Regions from separate parts of the Rattus norvegicus genome. Here region 2 is linked to region 1. Evidence: chromatin contacts called from public Hi-C data. All regions are on one chromosome and are shown on one strand. Each heading gives the region's core, a stretch centred on a gene start, on an enhancer-like site or on the middle of the called end of the contact. The rest is flanking DNA. Distances are from core to core; before and after follow the strand shown. Region 1 overlaps Ccdc14 (coiled-coil domain containing 14). Region 2 overlaps Kalrn (kalirin, RhoGEF kinase).

Region 1 (2,700 bases), core at 129-2,628:
AGTATGTATGACTGTTTTCTTGATTTATGCCTTTTATATGGTTAGCTGTACTTTGTGAGTATTTCTCTCTAAAGACAAATATGTCTGAGCTAAGTTGTATAGTAAAACCACCAGTCTCTGATTTGACTTTGAACTAACAGCTAGTTTTATTACTATAATATTCATATACACTTTATATATACACATACATTTTTATTTCTGTGGTCCTAAAAATTGAACCCAGCACCCCACACATACTACCCCTGGGCTCCATCCCTAGCTGAATATATTTTTATCAAATCTCTGTGTGGTTTTTAAATAAAATACTTTGGTTTTGTGTGGGGATTTTGCCTGCATATATGCCTGTGCACACATGCATGACATCATTGGATCCCCAGAAACTGGACTTGTGAGCAGCCATGTAGGTGCTGGGAGCTGAACCCAGGTCCTCTGCAGGAGTAACAAGTCCTAACAAATGAGCCATCCTTCTAGCCTCTGAGCTTGCTGCTTTTTTTTTTTTTTTTTTTTTTCCGGAGCTGAGGACCGAACCCAGGACCTTGCGCTTGCTAGGCAAGCGCTCTATAACTGAGCTAAATCCCCAACCCCCTGAGCTTGCTTCTTAAAATGTTTCTCAAAATGAAAATGTTTGTTGGAGTCCAAATGTGGACTAATTTCTGGTGTATTTAGAGCATGTGTGGTATTTGTAAACAGTCTATTTTCATCACGGCCTAATGTTCCCACATTGCAGAGTGATCTACTTAAGCTCTGAAAAACTAGTCTTTGTTGTGTAGTGAAAAGGACCAGCTTGCTTGTAAGCTGAAAATATCCAAACTTGGTTTGTAGTCATAGCAAATTATGTTCTAATATTAATTCATTCGTGTTTTTATAGTCTTAGAAATATCTGTTCATACCTTTGAAGGCTTACTCTTTTCCTGCTTTAGGAAGTTCAGACTGATGATGATAACCAGTTTGACTCACAGGGTCAGACAACCCCTGTGCGGCACCGTGATGCTCCCAGGACTTTATCCAGCATCCATCCTGGAGTTGCACATGGCCCTCCCCACTCTGATGGTGCCGCTGCTTCAAAGATTCAGCAGCTGAATCTTGGGAGTTGGGTTCTGCCACAACAGAGAGCTCCTAAGGAAGCAGAGCTACCGAAGCGTTTCCAAACACACGTGTCTCTGTTTCCAGCTCATGGAAAAGACGCTCTCTCGGACAGTCAGGCACACCCAAGTCCCTCTCACTTACCGCCAGTCTTCTTGGCCACTAATGAAGAGAAATGTGCCAGAGAACAAATTGGAGAGGCCACAAATGAAGGAAAGTATTTAAGCATCCATGAGCAAGATGCAAAGCTCGCCAAGAATGTGCAGCAGGCAGAAAACGTGAGCCAGACTGCTGAGAAAGTCAGAATTGCCAAGTGCTTGCTGGGAGAGCTCAAGGCCCTGACCGAAGAACAAGGTAGCCAAGCACTTGATGGTTCTTCTGTCGTCTGCACTGCTTGATAGCAGTGTGGTGGTTTCTAAATGTCATTCGGGTGTCACTGACTGAGCAGCAGTGTCCAGAGTGTGTCACAGAACTGTGTCTTGACCCCGTAAGGAAGAGTTCTGTTGTCGTCCTAGGTTTTAAGGCTTTTGTTTCTTTCTTGCGACACGGTTTCATGTGGATTACTTCCAGCTTACCCTGCAGCTGCTGCTACTGTTGGATCCCTCTTCTTCCTCCCAGGATGACTTTTTTGTTTAACAAAGATGTCGATTTACTTCTGTTGTTTAATAACTAGCTGTTACTTTGTTCAACATATTCCAACTTGTGTAACAACACAAACCACTTACTAGTTCTTAGTTTATGTTTACTATTTTTCTCTTAAATCAAGGAAAAGATCTTTGAGCCAAATTACTGTTTTGGGGTGCATGCTTGCGTGCCTGCACGTGTTTTGAAGTATGGAGTTTGCTTGGAATGAATTACAGATCAGTCTATGTCACCTTAGAAAGCACGGGCGGGAGAGATGGCTCAGCGGTTAACAGCACTGGCCGCTCTTCCAGAGGTCCTGAGTTCAATTCCCAGCAACCACATGGTGGCTCACAACCATCTGTAATGGGATCCGATGCCCTCCTCTGGTGTGTCTGAAAACAGCTACAGTGTACTCATAAATAAAATAAATAATTCTTTAAAAAAAATGAAAGAAAGCACAGTAGTTGATTATGGAACTAATGGAATAGCTGCCATTTATAGGCTAACACATACACAGATTTCTAAAATCCTTGTAAATACTGCACAGTTAAGCCATAGGTTAAGTATTAAAATTCCTGTGTTAAGATTTTCAAATTAGGCAGTTTTTTGTTCGTTTGTTTTTGTTTTGTTTATTTTTTTGACATAGGCACTCACTGTATAGCTCTGGCTAGCCTGAATCTTGCTTTGTAGGTCAGGCTGGACTTGAACTCACAGAAAACCACCAAGTCCTGGGAATAAAGATAGGAACCACCACACCTGGCCCTTTCTTTTCTTTCACCCAAATCTTCAATCACGGCAGCAGCAGTGGCAGCAGTGGTACAGTGTCAGGTGTCCTGAGTGCCCCCTTGGCCCAGCACTGTGCTGTACTCTCTTAGGTGGCTTTTCCTGAGTCTCACGGCACTCTTGTGATTGCCTCCATTTCAGATGAGGAATGCGAGTGAGTTTTGGATGATAGCATCTCATTCTAATCCCAGCAGCCTCGTGAGGGACCTT
Region 2 (2,700 bases), core at 68-2,567, 340 kb before region 1:
TCACATGTTAAATATTACCCAAGGCTCTGAGGAAGCAATATCCAGAGAAGAGCCGTCACTGTAAAGCATACACCCTTTTCCCTTCTGTAAGTCATGAACATGGCTACTGACTTTTGATTCTACACACAGCCCACCTCAGGAAGAGGCCCACCCTTCTCTTGGGTTATAGGCTATGGTCATGTGGCATACATTTTCGCCACATGGGACCCACAGTAGCCAGGGCCACATGTGTCTAAAAGCAAAGCTGTATAGAGTACCATAATCTGTGCCAGCATAACAAGTAGCAAGTGGGTCTGTGTTGTTCTGTGAACACAGTGATGTGTGGGTCCATTAGTTACAGACCAGAGGGTGCTGGGCTGAGGCAGAGTGGTTCATCTCTCAGCATCGCAGGCTAGTTAAATCATCTCGGAATTACCCAACACTCCCAGCTTTCTTATTAAGGCCTCTCCATCACTCCTGAGTTCTGATGTTCTCTCCTCCCTGGGAACTCCCAAACACAGCAGTTATGCCCAGGGCAGTTCAGGCCACAGCAGACATTAAATAAGAGTAAAGGGAGGGGGTGTTTAAAGCAGTGGCTCTCATCCTTCCTAAGGCTCCCATCCTGTTATACAGCTCCTCAAGTGGTGACCCCAACCATAAAATTATTTTTGCTGCTACTTCACAAGTGTCATTTTGCCACCGCTATGAACCATAATTTACATATCTGTGTTTTCTGGCAGTCTTAGGTAACCTCCGTGAAAGACTCATTCAACCCCTAGAGGGTCGAGACCCAGAGGTTAAGAACTTCTGATTTAGCTACTGAGCATGCATGGTCATGGCTTCAAAGTGTCTCCTCACATCTATTTCATCAGACTATACCTTACATACGTGCTTTGTCACAGATCAACTAAGCCTCAAATCTGTTTGGACATGCAAAGGAGCAGGTGCTGATATATCTGTTTTGTTTATTGGCTAGTAGGTTACGTGGGGGTGGAAATTCCAGCCTATACATCTTTACCAAAGTAACTCATTCATGCTCAGGACCATTTCTCTGCACTCATAATATTATAAATGGAAAAGGAGAGGGGATGCTTGGTGACACCCATAGGGTAGAACCCTCCCCCTTTTCCTCTAAGACTTTTAATACAGGGGGCTGTCACATGGGTCAGGAAAGGTGGTAGGAGACTGCTTCATTCTCTAAGGAGGGTTGGGGAGTGGAGAGCCGCCAGCCTATTATCCATGCCTCGAGGGCAAGTGGCCACCTCACAAGGCCAGAGGAGAGACTCTGTCCCCACCCCTGTTCCAAAAATAGGAACGGAGTGGTCAGTGAACTTAACCGAGTGCCAAAAGCTTCCCAGATCTGGAGAGGCTTCACTGCCCTGCGCCCGCCCTGCTGGGAGGCTGAGGTACAACCCGTACAGGAACTATTTCCTGTGCCCTTGTTTAGATGTGGATGGGCACACAGCCCTTCCTCCAAACCATCACCCTTCTGACCTCTGTCAAAAAGCACCAAATAAGTCAAAGGCTGAGGCGCTTAGCTCCACGTGGATCTTCTCAGTTCATCTGGACGCAGCTCTAAAGCACTGTTGTTCTCCCGGCTCCACAGCCAGCACGGTTTTTTTGTGGTGGCTGAGTCAAAGTTCGAGCAGTGCCTCATCACCGACTCAAAGTGGCCACCCCTCCCCCACCTCAATTCTGTTTTTAATATTCTCTTTCTCTGACTACCCCTACACAATACACAAATGTGCGTTCATATACATGCACAAGTACACTTCTTTCTCTTTTAAGTGTGATTTGCTGTATGTGTAGGAGTGTTTGGCCCGCGTGTGTACGTATGTGTGTTGGGTGTGTTCGGTGCCCAGAGATCAGAAGAGGATGTTGGATCCGCTGGAAATGAACTGACGAACAGCTATGATTTCTCACGTGGATGCTGGAATCAAACCTGAATCCTCTGAAAGAACAGCTCAGGCTCTTAATCCTTGCTTCCCCTCTCCAGCCCCCTTCTTTCTCTATCTAAGGTGTGTGTATACACCTCAGAAGACAGGTTCGAAACCGACTTCATGGATTTAAGTTCAGTGATAGTGTACTTAAATGGGGGAACACCTTTGTTCCCGCTAATGTCTGGCTGAAACACAGCAACCCTTTCCGTTATGAACACAGAAAACTAACTATCCAGAGTCAATGAAACAGTTTCTTGGCTACCAGCAGCAACGTGAGCATTTCCGTATCACACTAGGTAGGATATGTTCTAAAATGCTATCCATGTTTATTATGTCTCCAAGTCAGGGTGGCTCCCGGGCTTCAAGTAGATCTTGTGTTTGTCACATTAATAAATACATAGTTTTTTTTAGTAAGTTAATAGTGTATTTTATTTGCTTTATGAGCCTATGTAATTTTTTCCCATATTTAAAAATAGTACTGTGATGAGTCCATTGTTTCACCAGAGCAGAGGTCCGTGGAGGAGGAAGAGCTGAGGAGTGTTCATTAGAAGGTGTGACTTGGGGAACAAAAGTGATGACTCAGTGGGTAAGAGCCTTTGCTGCAGAAGGATGAGGTCCCCAGTTCAGGTCCCATGCCTGTGTGAAAAGCCAGATGTGGCCATGTTCATGCCTGTAACCTGAGAGCTACAGGGAGCAGAGACAGGGGATCCTTGAGACTTCCAGGCTAACAGCCTAGTCAGAGAACCTGTCTCAAAGGAAAAGGGAAAGACCATATTGCTAG

Evidence for each region. Hi-C and Micro-C count contacts between places; a contact is called where the count stands out from the background.
Region 2: a contact with region 1 is called in a Hi-C map of the A7r5 cell line, with 4 times the contacts expected there. The contact joins two enhancer-like sites. A contact is called at or near these places in 9 of 12 Hi-C or Micro-C datasets (the A7r5 cell line, the Rat2 cell line, Schwann cells and 5 more).

Annotation. Positions count from the first base shown.
Region 1 is chr11:79,576,094-79,578,793 of GRCr8, reverse strand. It overlaps Ccdc14 (coiled-coil domain containing 14), which reads left to right. Exons shown (of 13, transcript NM_001427244.1): 8 at 921-1,437. Among named protein-coding and RNA genes, the nearest start is that of Ccdc14, 16 kb to the left of the region's middle. Within about 2 kb of position 1,378, at least 18 of the 93 cell types and tissues checked have an H3K27ac peak or open chromatin away from gene starts, as enhancers often do. A contact at or near this core is called in the A7r5 cell line, where this site is marked.
Region 2 is chr11:79,920,673-79,923,372 of GRCr8, reverse strand. All of the region lies in intron 5 of Kalrn (kalirin, RhoGEF kinase), which reads right to left. Among named protein-coding and RNA genes, the nearest start is that of Kalrn, 160 kb to the right of the region's middle. Within about 2 kb of position 1,317, at least 23 of the 93 cell types and tissues checked have an H3K27ac peak or open chromatin away from gene starts, as enhancers often do. A contact at or near this core is called in the A7r5 cell line, where this site is marked.